Regions from separate parts of the Danio rerio genome. Here region 1 is linked to region 2. Evidence: chromatin contacts called from public HiCAR-type data. All regions are on one chromosome and are shown on one strand. Each heading gives the region's core, a stretch centred on a gene start, on an enhancer-like site or on the middle of the called end of the contact. The rest is flanking DNA. Distances are from core to core; before and after follow the strand shown.

The links. HiCAR-type assays count read pairs that join an accessible place to other places.
Region 1: a contact with region 2 is called in a HiCAR-type map of caudal fin, with 4 times the contacts expected there. The contact joins the promoter of arl15b here to the promoter of mocs2 in region 2. A contact is called at or near these places in 2 of 18 Hi-C or Micro-C datasets (hematopoietic stem cells and an unstated tissue) and 3 of 4 datasets of contacts at active chromatin or transcription factors (caudal fin, embryo and gastrula embryo).

Annotation. Positions count from the first base shown.
Region 1 is chr10:9,690,079-9,695,715 of GRCz12tu, forward strand. It overlaps arl15b (ADP-ribosylation factor-like 15b), which reads right to left and starts at 1,990. Exons shown (of 4, transcript XM_005155621.6): 1 at 1,586-1,990. The coding sequence starts at 1,882. snx18b (sorting nexin 18b) reads left to right here and starts at 5,148. Exons shown (of 2, transcript NM_001015063.1): 1 at 5,148-5,637. The coding sequence starts at 5,340.
Region 2 is chr10:9,554,439-9,560,241 of GRCz12tu, forward strand. mocs2 (molybdenum cofactor synthesis 2) reads right to left here and starts at 4,512. Exons shown (of 3, transcript XM_068223906.1): 1 at 4,463-4,512; 2 at 4,159-4,280; 3 at 2,776-2,914. The coding sequence starts at 4,474. The coding sequence ends at 2,788. It overlaps LOC103911725 (molybdopterin synthase catalytic subunit), which reads right to left and starts at 2,898. Exons shown (of 5, transcript XM_021479259.2): 1 at 2,775-2,898; 2 at 40-156. The coding sequence starts at 154.

The DNA of each region.
Region 1 (5,637 bases), core at 740-3,239, 130 kb after region 2:
AAGATGATTTTTAAGCGCACTTTGTCTGTAAAGACAGTAACAGTGAATATCAGCACATGGTTTCAGATAGAATTTATATAGAGTTTACTAAACGAGCTGTTGGATGACAAGCTGCAAAAAAAGTTGATTTAATCTGACAATATTGAAACCATTGTAGTGCATTTCTGTATTTGCACATATGAGTAGTTTTATGGATAACAATCTATAAATAAAATTTAAACAAGAAAAAGATACAATTGAAATAAAGTGTTTTATTATTTCCGAAGTCTAACCGTATTCAAGTACAGTAATTAAATGATAAAAATTAAAATTATTCATTGAAATGAATCGTTGTTAAATTCACAAGTGGTGCAATTTCTTATGCCTGAATGTTTTTAAAATCATTATACAATTCCAGGCATCAAAAACACGTGCAAATGATAAATTATAAAATAACATAATGTTGCATACACTAGAGTTGTGTCTTCTGCGAATTATCACATAGCGATATGTTCACATGACATTCATGTCATCATTTACGAACCCTAAACTGCTTTTACAGATAACTGTCAAACAACGAAAAAACAAAAGAAGACATTTAGCAGAATGTCAAGCTGCTCCTATCCACAAAACGAAAGTGAAACCGGACTGTGTTGTCATGCTCCACAAATGACCAAAAAAGCATCATTACTTTAATAAAGCAATTGCTGCTTTGTAAAATAATAATAATAATAATAATAATAATAATAATGAGCTAACTACAATATCTGGTTTGACAACTGCAGTTATTTCCAGATCAGGAAATTAAATACTATTTTGCTATTAATAACTGTGTTTGTGTTTAGTGGAAGTCACGGATTTTGAAAAACGTGAGGGTGTGTAAATAATGACAGCGTATTCATTGAGTGAACTGTCACTTTAGATGCGCAGGTTTTACATAACACATCATAATTTTAAAAGGTCTTACCTTAAAATAAACTACCTTACAACTGTACACTTATCAACCTGCATTAATTACTATTGTGGTAAAGTTGTTTTTATATTCGGACAATCTACTTAATAATGTAATAAAAGTATTATTTGCAAATTCTAAACAGTGAAATCATATAAGCAGCCAATGACACGTACAACATGGTTCACAATCAAACAAATAGTGCTAATGCTGTTTTAAAATCAGACTTGCATGTTATTTCAGGTTAAACTTTAAGTACCATGGTAAACGATATAAGGAGCATGTCATAAGTTGTCACTGAACACATGTGCTAATATAAAACCAACTTTACCTCAATTTCATAATTTTAGAACCATCCACTTTATTCCAAAATCAGAATTATTATTATCACAACAGAAATGCCCCAAAGTTTTGATATAAGATAAGACCTTTAACTGATATCTTTTTGGGAACCCCATCTACACTGGCTTGTTAGTTTGTAAGCAAAACAAACAAGAAACTGTAAGTGACATCGCCCAAGTACTTTGTATAAATGTAACAGTTGCATGATGAACAGAACTACTAGGCTGATAACTCTGGGAGCAGCAATGAAAACAAAACACCTGATCCAACAGGCTCTGGCCATCTTCAGAAAGAATGAAAAGACTACTCTACCAGGTAATCCATGTAATTCCTCGATAGCTTCTTGCTGTTTTCTCCGGAAAACAAAATTCCCGAGTCAAGGCGACTATGAAATGAAACGCTGCCGTTGATTGAATGCATCCAAAGTCTCGATTTTTTTTCACGGCTTTGGCTTAAGACTCCCCGCCTCTCGGATGTCAAAAATAATATTTGAATAAAGCGGCTAGCAAGCAGCGTTAGCTCTGTACTCCTCTTCCTCCTCTGTAAGTCCCACGCACGGTTATGTAAATAAAACAAGTCCTGATAAAAGGCTTTAGGCTTCCAATACATTCAAAACATGACTATTGGTGATTTTAAGTCGCGATAATTCGGACTCAGCAGTGTAGTGTGTAGGGCTGTTGTAGCGAGTGCAATACAGTTTAATGGTGTGGGCGGAGTGAGGCGCTGTTTGTTGTGTGATCAGGAGCCACGGAGGCTCGAGCATCACGACGTGACGTCACTGTCACGCTGAATATTACGTTCATTCATCCAGCATGAATTGAAATTAATTATAGTTTGTACTTCTTTTGAGAGTATAAATTTTTCTCTATATAACGAACTGAAATTCTGCCGATGTTTCACGTCTGAAAGCGTGTGTTTAACACTAATGATGACGGAGTGTACGTGCTAGTTTTGCGAATGCGATCACGTGATAGTAGATGGTATCTAAAAGCTGTGAGGCTACAGGTTCCTTTGCATCACGTGACAAGGAACTAACTGTGCCAGATATTGTTTGATGGTGACCTCTGCTGGTTAGAATGGTGCATTGTTCTCCAAGAAGTTTGACAGAAGACCCACAGTGAGTTGTGTAATCTGAGATCCGTTTCTTTCATAATGGATTGTTTTGCGCTAGCCTTGAATTATTCACGACAATTATTTAGAAATATAGCAACTGAGCATTATCAGTGATGTGAAACATGAATGAAAAAAAAAAAAGTAAAACACACAAATGAATGGGGTTTAGGCTAAACAGGTTTTTCCCCCAACATTTATAAAACTTTATTAGTTATAATAAACATACCACACACACAGTCACTCATATGCACTCTACATACACATCTCTTTATAATGTACTTCTTAATATATTAATTGACCTAAATTAACAAAATAAACGTATGATTTATACACAATTATAAGGTTCACATGTTATAGTCCTACAATAAAAATCATATGCTATTATTTTATAATAATCCAAAGAAAAATAATAATTTCACCTGTTAAATCTTATTTTTTTAACATGTACAGTTAAAGTCAGAATTATTAGCCCCCTTGTTTATTTTTTCCCCAATTTCAGTTTAACAGAGAGCAGATTTTTTCAACACATTTCTAAACATTATAGTTTTAATAACTCATTTCTAATAACTGATTCATTTTATCTTTGCCATGATAACAGTAAATAATATTTTACTGGATATTATTTAAGACACTTCTATACAGCTTAAAGTGACATTTAAAGGCTTAACTAGGTTAACTAGGCAGGTTAGGGTAATTAGGCAAGTTATTGCATAATAATGGTTTGTTCTGTCGACTATCAAAAAAAAATAGCTTAAAGGGGCTAATATTTTGTCATTAAAATGGTTTATAAAAATTAAAAACTGATTTTCTTCTAGCCAAAATAAAACAAATAAAACTTTCTCCAGAAGAAAAAAATATTATCAGACATACTCTGAAAATGTTCTTGCTTTGTAAAACATAAATTGGGAAATATTTAAAAAAGGGAAAAAAAATCAAAGGGGGGCTAATAATTCTGACTTCACCTGTATATGTACATATGTATTTAAGTACAAAATTATGGTAATTTAATTATTCAATGCTATTAGGCTATTTGTTTATTCAAATTGATAAATGTTTATTGTTTATTTTAATCATGTTTTTATCTCTTTATTAAGTAAATTAGTTATTATTATTTGATTTCTTTTTGCATTCGTATCCCCTTTTCTCCAAACATTTACACTTACCCCATTGTACTCCATCACTGTCCCTGGACAGCAGTTTAAACTTTTTTATCCAAGATAGTCATGTTTAATGTTTCATAGTTATGTGTCTATTTTAAAATGACCATGAATGTGGCTGGCAGTTGGATGCAGTGCATAACATTTTAAAAAGTATGCAGGCCAAAAAATATATAATTACCTTTTTATTCGACATCATTGTTTGTATTCTTGACTTTAGTTCCTCTTTCAATATGATTCAACTGCATTTGTTAACTTAAAAGATGGAACTGAATATAAACACATGAATATGTAAATGGTATTTCTCATTTTTAACAAATAGAACTCAGGTTAAAGGTTAAAAATATTGTTCAGGGGAAAGGAACAGTCGTACTGGGGCTTTGTCAGCTCACCAATCTTTCTACACTTTTTACAAATGAATGTTCAAGTTAGCATTCACAGAGTTGTATTTTTTAAATGTTCTGATGACACAGCCATACTAAGTTTCCTTTATGAGAATGATGATATTAGTGTTATCTACCAGTCAGAAATTAGCCGCTTTGTTGATTGGTGTGATATAAATATGCTAGAAATAAACACTAAGAAAACTGAAGAAATGATATTTGACTCAAAGTGTATAGGTGACCGTCATCAAGTGGTTGTACACGACCATCCTCAGTCAGAGACCTATACTTGGGCATTTACATTGACAGTTCTTTTACATGGAATACACACATAGAGTGGGTTTGCTCTAGTTTACACCAGAGAAGATTGTTTTTTTTGTTTGTTTGTTTGTTTGTTTTTTTACTGAGGTTACGTCTTTTGGAGTTAACAAGCAGCTTATGATGTTGTTTTTTTAAAGCTGTTCTTTAAAGCATTGTCAGGTATGGTATCACAGTTAGGTTTGGCAACCTATCTGTAGACACTGTAAATCTAAGTTGATGCACCTCTTAAAGACAGATAGAAAATTGTTGGGTGCGATGAATATTTTAATCCTCATTTTTTATATGAGAATTGTGTCCTCAATGAGGTGGAAAGGATTCTGAATGATCCAACTTATTTTTTTTTTTTTTGTTTACACACTATGAACTGCTTCCCCCTGGTTAGGAGATATAGAGTCTCTAAATGTAGGTTGAACCGATATAAGAAATCCTTTGTTACAGTTTCAGTGGGTTTATTGAACAAGAGTTTATCTTAATTAGAATTATGATTATTGTAATTACTGTATTTTGTATTGTTTTTTGTTGTTTGTTTTATGGAATTTCTGCAACAATATGGCGATGACCATCACAAATTTCCTGTCAAGGACAATAAAGTTTTACTACTACTACTACATTTAATTAAATTAGCAAATGTTTTAATTATATAGCGAATTAAAATATCTATTTTATCCTGAGACAGCCTATATTACCTGGCTAATAAAAAGTTAATAAAATGAAGCAGAAACGATGGGACATCAATATACATTGACATGTAAGATAACACTTTGATCATAAAAGACGATGATTAGTCAGATTCTCCATGAAGGGGCATTTGAGTTTATTCGTTACCCCAGGCTGATTATTCTGATTGGCTCCACCCTCGATTATTCTGTCCCGGACCGCAGAGCGCATTCAGCGAGGAGAGGCAGGCGTACCCAAGCCCCACTTTTTCAACACGCTTCTGGGAGGAATTTGATACTGCTTTGACGGGATAATGTCTTTAAAAGTTTTCGACGTGTTTTGGTAAAAAACAAAGAGCGTAAATTCCCGAGAAGGCTGGTTGAACGGAACATATTGTAACTTTGGAAACCGAGTTTACAAAGCGTTTCCACAACTATGGCGCTCAGAGCGAGAGCTTTATACGACTTTACCTCAGAAAATCCCGGCGAAATATCTGTGACAGAAAATGAAGTCCTCACTTTATGTAGTGAAGAGGTTGTCGATGGTTGGCTGGAGGGCACGAACAGCAGAGGTGAGACGGGGCTGTTCCCTGCATCATACGTGGAGATTATAAAAACTGACACATCACTGCACGGTAACGGGACGTCCGCCAGTCAGGACTATTACTATCAAAGTAGTCCTCAGAGGAGGGACACCTCAAACGAATCAACACCCACACACGCTGTATACCAGG
Region 2 (5,803 bases), core at 3,262-5,761:
TGAACTGTGTATGTACAGTGCAATGTAGGACAGACTGACCAATGAACAGAGAAACAGCACCACAGGAAGGACATGTAACCGATTCAGACACTCTGTCAGCAAAAAGTTTGTCAGTGGTGAGAGTTATTAGATCTCGACCCCCATCGGCAGCCATACCTGTACAAAAAAAAGCAAATATTCATTCATTCATTCATTTTCTTGTCGAAGTTTTTCAGTTTTTACGCAGCTGATGCCCTTCCAGCCGCAACCCATCTCTGGGAAACATCCACACACACATTCACACACACACTCATACACTATGGACAATGTAGCCTATCCAATTCACCTGTACCGCATGTCTTTGGACTGTGGGGGAAACCGGAGCACCCGGAGGAAACCCACACAAAGGTAGGGAGAACATGCAAACTCCACACAGAAACGCCAACTGAGCCGAGGTTCAAACCAGTGACCTTCTTGCTGTGAGGCGACAGCACTACCTACTGCGCCACTGCCTCGCCCAACAAAAAGCAAATATAATATAATATAATATAATATAATATAATATAATATAATATAATATAATATGAAACAAAGGCATTTTGCCACTATCTTTCCAGCTAGTGTGAGTATAAGATGCTATAGATCGTGAACTGATAAGCAATGATATTCTGTTGTGTACAAGAGATATCGCCGAATGCACCAAATTGAAACAAAACAGTGCTATTTATTTGAACTGTGCATCACACAAACTGTTTAACAGTGCAGCAAATCTCCACAACAATAAGGTAAAGAAGATCTGAAATATTATGCAACGATGATCAGGCTAAAAGATTTCCTTCCACAACTCATCAGATTATTCTATAGTTTTGCTGTAGCAACACTAACAGGAACAAATTGGCAGAAGTGTGGAATATTGAAATTGTTAGTCATTTATTAAATGTGCAATGTAATATAATACGATATTTTTTGATAAGTCATATATACTGCATTTGTGTTCTTTGGGGATTTCTTTTGAGGGGGGGGGGGGTGTCATAAATATCTAGAAAAAAAAGTAGGCTACTTTATTAACTATGGCAGTGAGGTTGTTGGATGATGATCTACTGTATAAATGTACAACAGATGAGGCTGTTTTTTTTTACAGATGCTACGGTTTTGTAAATGAAAATAAATTTGAATCTTTATCTTAACTCCTGTTACTCTGAACTCAAGCTGCTCTCAAATATTTATTTCTAATAGACATAACTTGCATTATTAGATTAGATTAAAAAAAAATTCAGTGTGCAAAGTACAATACAGAGCCAATAAAATGTTCAATTTGTAATGTCCAATTATTAATATTACATGCATAGAGCTAAGATATACAGATGAAGTTAAAATTATTTGCCCTCCTGACTTATTAGCCCCCTGTATATTTATTTCCCAAATTTCTGTTAAACGGAAAGAAGACACATTTCTAAACAGGAGAAGGGGAGCGAATAACTGTTGTTGACAGTTAGCTCACAAACTGAGACACAAACCGTGAGGAGACGCATGAGTTTATAGTTCACAAAGTAAAAATACAAAGAAATAAACAGTAATTTAATGCCCTGCTACATTTGTTATTCGTAATTTCATATACACATAACCACAATTTATATCATTATAAAGATAAGTGTGTTCATGTAAATACTATAAATGAGGATTCTCCCTCGATCCCCGTGTCTAAATTATAGATATTGAATGCAGACTCAGTGCAGCAGGTTTCCTGACCCGTCTATTTTAACCATTAGCCCTGCTGGTAATATAGAGGATTTAGGCAAACACAGCAGCACGGCGATGTGTCTGAATGTGAACGAACTCCTGATAAAAGTCAACGTCCGCCATTCTTCAATTCTCGCACTGCTCTCCCAACAAAAATGCTTGCAGCACACACACAGCTTTGCTGTATGATCGGCCCAGACAGGATCGCGGGGAAAAAACATGCAACAAACCCCGTGGATCATGGAAACAAACACATACGAGCCTTCATGAACAGCTATTGCATGCCGTTGGTCTGTGTCTCACAGCTTGCTTAAAACTGGCAGGTCTGCCTTCGGAAAGCACGTGTTCTCATGAATAATTAAGCAGCCGGCTCTTCTCATAGGATAAGAAAACTCCGCTATGAATAATAATGAGAAACCGACGCGTCATCATTGCACTTGCAGTTCTGCGCTACGTCGCCGATTTTGATCCCGGCCCAAAAATCATTTTAAACCCGGAAGCTGAAATTAGCTGACAAAAGCTCAAAATTATCCAGTTTTCCCCACAATTAAAGCTGACAGGTGCTAACATTGTCTTAACTGATGTTCAACACACACAAATCTGTTAATATACCAAAAAAGTTCTCCAGGTTGTCCTGAACCTTTAAACATCATTTGGAAAATAATAAAAAAAAGACATCAAAGATATTCACAGAAGGGCTAATCACTGTGACTTCAACTGTATATATCAAGCATTAAATGTTGTGTTAAAGATGTAAATTTTTACTACTTAAAATCAATAGCAAATTATAATATTTTTTAAAAAGCCACCAAATATTCAAACAAATCAACAAACTTGTAGCCATAAATAATGTTCATGTTTTATAAAATTGTGTACCACTTGTTGTTTCTGTATTTATCATTTATAAAAAACCCTTCTGGGGACAAAAGCTGTAGATTAACTTTGGCTACAAGTACATCTAATATAAAATGAAATCAGATGCTGGTGACACCATCAACAGCCTACACTACTATGTAGCAAAGTCAAATCAAACAGGTGTGAGATTTGCTGGCCACCTCTGGAGTTAGTTTATCCTCCACTGAGTGGCGGGATGATGGCCAGCTCGTCTCCGTCCCTGAGGCTTAGCGGCTGCTCACACAGAGACACAAACTCCTGACGCACAGCCAGAACCACCTTACCCCGCAGCACAGAGAGCCTGAAAACAACACACACACATTTCAGTAATAAATGGTAAGCATGGTATGTAATGGAGAGATGTATAAACATAAAATTAAATTTTACAAACAAAATCGGTAAGAAAAAGAAAAGGTCTTAATTTGTTTTGTTTTTTTCATGATTCAGATCAAATACAGATACTTGATCTAATGTATGAATTTAAAAAAATATCCAGATTTATTACATAAAAAACAACAATTAATAGAATTATTATTCATAAAGGAATTGATAGAATTTTTCAGCAAATTATATTTATGCGTTGCTCACTATTATTCAAATTTACACACAAATCCCATATTTATTAATACTATATAAACAAATAATATATAAAACATATTTATAATTTATACATTAACTAATACATATAATACAACTAATGGACAAATAAAACACTATTTAAATACGATTGGATGGATGGATGGATGGATGGATGGATGGATGGATGGATGGATAGAACAATGTGTAAAAACAACCATTTTAAATGTTCATAATTATTTGTCTTTTGGCTTAATAAAATCATTATTTCTGATTCATAGTTTTCAAAGAAAATACAATAAACAATAAAAAATATATGTATATGCAAATATGTTTGTTCTCAAGTAACAACAAAGATTAATTATTATAATAAAAAAATACATTTATAAAGCTCTCAATTATTTATCGGTAAACATGCACGGAATAATAAATAAATATGCAATTTATGCAATAATAAGTGTACATTAAATAGCAAAAAAAATATTGTGTTTTACAATACAATCATATTAACCATAAGATGGCATCAAGTACTATAATAAACAAGGAAAATTATATATAAATAAATAAAATTATAATAAAAAACTATGTACAGAGGCAATCTATCAAATAAATAATATTTACAAAATCCTTATGAAATTTCACAGATTTTACACTTTTTTGCTGTAAACATTTTGTAAAGTAGTAATTAAACAAGTCACAAAGAAAATTCTGCACATTCGGTAATGATGAAGAAAATTTACATTTGTGAATATAATATTTATGTTTGGTTTGTCATGAGAAAAGTAATAATAACGATCATTATTTTCAGTTAACTAGACTCATGCGTGACGCCTAAATGAACTATCAGATCACATGATCCTTTTTATTCATTTAAAGAGAGCTTTCTAGTTTAACAGCGTTAATTTCATCGCAATGTAACATTAAACATCATCTGAACACACATATAAATGTAGTTTATTAATAATTCACCTTGGGTGTCTGTTCTCCAAATCCTGCCAGAGCTGCACAGACGATATGTTTGAAGGAACGGTAATAATCTCCGCTTTAAGTCCCGTTAATTCGGCACTTTTGGCAAAGTACAGCACCGACACCTGATTAACGAGCAACGTTAAATAAACATCACAGCACAAATCGACAGTTTGTAAAAGCTTAGGACATTCAACTTCATTGACATCATTATCGCTAGCGTAAACGTAAATAGTTTCGTATTTTCGCTCAGCACATTGTTGATCATAAAATGTAAGTGTATGAATGATTTGGAAAGCAGTCTTACCTCGGTATTCATGTATGAATGTTGCGTGAACACATGTAAACTTCAGACTCGCGCAGATCTCGGTTTGTCTTCCTGACAGCCAAAATCTGATTGGTTCCGCTTGAGGTCAGCTGACCCGCGCCCAGGAAACACACACATCACGCTTTGTGTTTATTCCAAGACTCAAACAGCAGCATTAAAATCTCTTAAAGTCACATTTGATTAAAAATTCATACTTTTCCTCCTCATTTAAGCTTTCTTAAAGATTTACCCTCAAAAGACAACATCTTCCTGAGAAGGAATAAAATGTTTGTGCATTTCCACCGTTCACCAGCAGATGTCTCTAAATCCAACATCAAGTCGAGCGATTCATCACGTCTCTCCATAACGCTACAAGGTAAAAACACTTTCTTTATGGCTACCATATTTAGAGACTCGTGCAAAACAACACACTCATGTGTAACCTTTAAAGCGTTTAGTGTTCAAACAAAGAATTAAAAGCAACTGATCATGCGCATGTTCGCCATTATTCAATAGCCGATGGCTGTTTCTGTTCAGTAAGACAGTTCTGTGTGGCTTTCGATCAATGCAGTGACATCTGCAGCCACACACAAACACACTCACACAGCTGTGCAGCGCATGTCCCGTTTCACATTATTCAGTCTTGTTAACCAGACGCTTTGGAGATGTCTGCATTTCTACGAGTTCCCCGATAGAGGGACAACAGACACCGCTTGCACCTCACGCAGATCTGGCAGGCCGTGTTATCATTCACTTCTTCAAATTCGCATCCACTGTTAGCCTATATTGGTTACCAGATCTTATAGTTTTCAAACTAATACTAATCAAGGGCGTTGATGTGCTCTCGTCATTGGTGAGGACAGATATACTTAAAGCTGCATTAAACAGCACAAATTTTGCTTTGAGCTTTAAAAAACATGAATGAAGTACTTAATAATATAAAATAAATACTTAATAATACAAAGAACAATCACATCCCTTGCTGCAAAAGTCAATTTACATGATTTTACTGCAGTCTGGCTTTAAGAATGTATCAATTTAGAGATATTTAAAGAGGTGTGTGATTCAATAAATTTTTCCCCCAAATTTCATTTAATTGGTTAATAGTATAACAGTGAACTCATAGCGAACTTGACTTTATGCACTTGTAGGTTACTACGGGTCAATTAAATTATTGGTAGGGACATTTCAGTAATTGGGCATATTGGTGGGGACACGTCCCCTCCGTTCATGCCAATTCTAATTTTTTATTCACCTGGGAAACTTTAAGAAGACTTAAATGAGGAGGAAAACTGTGAACTTACTGTACACAGTTTCAATTAATTAGAACTTGTATGTTAA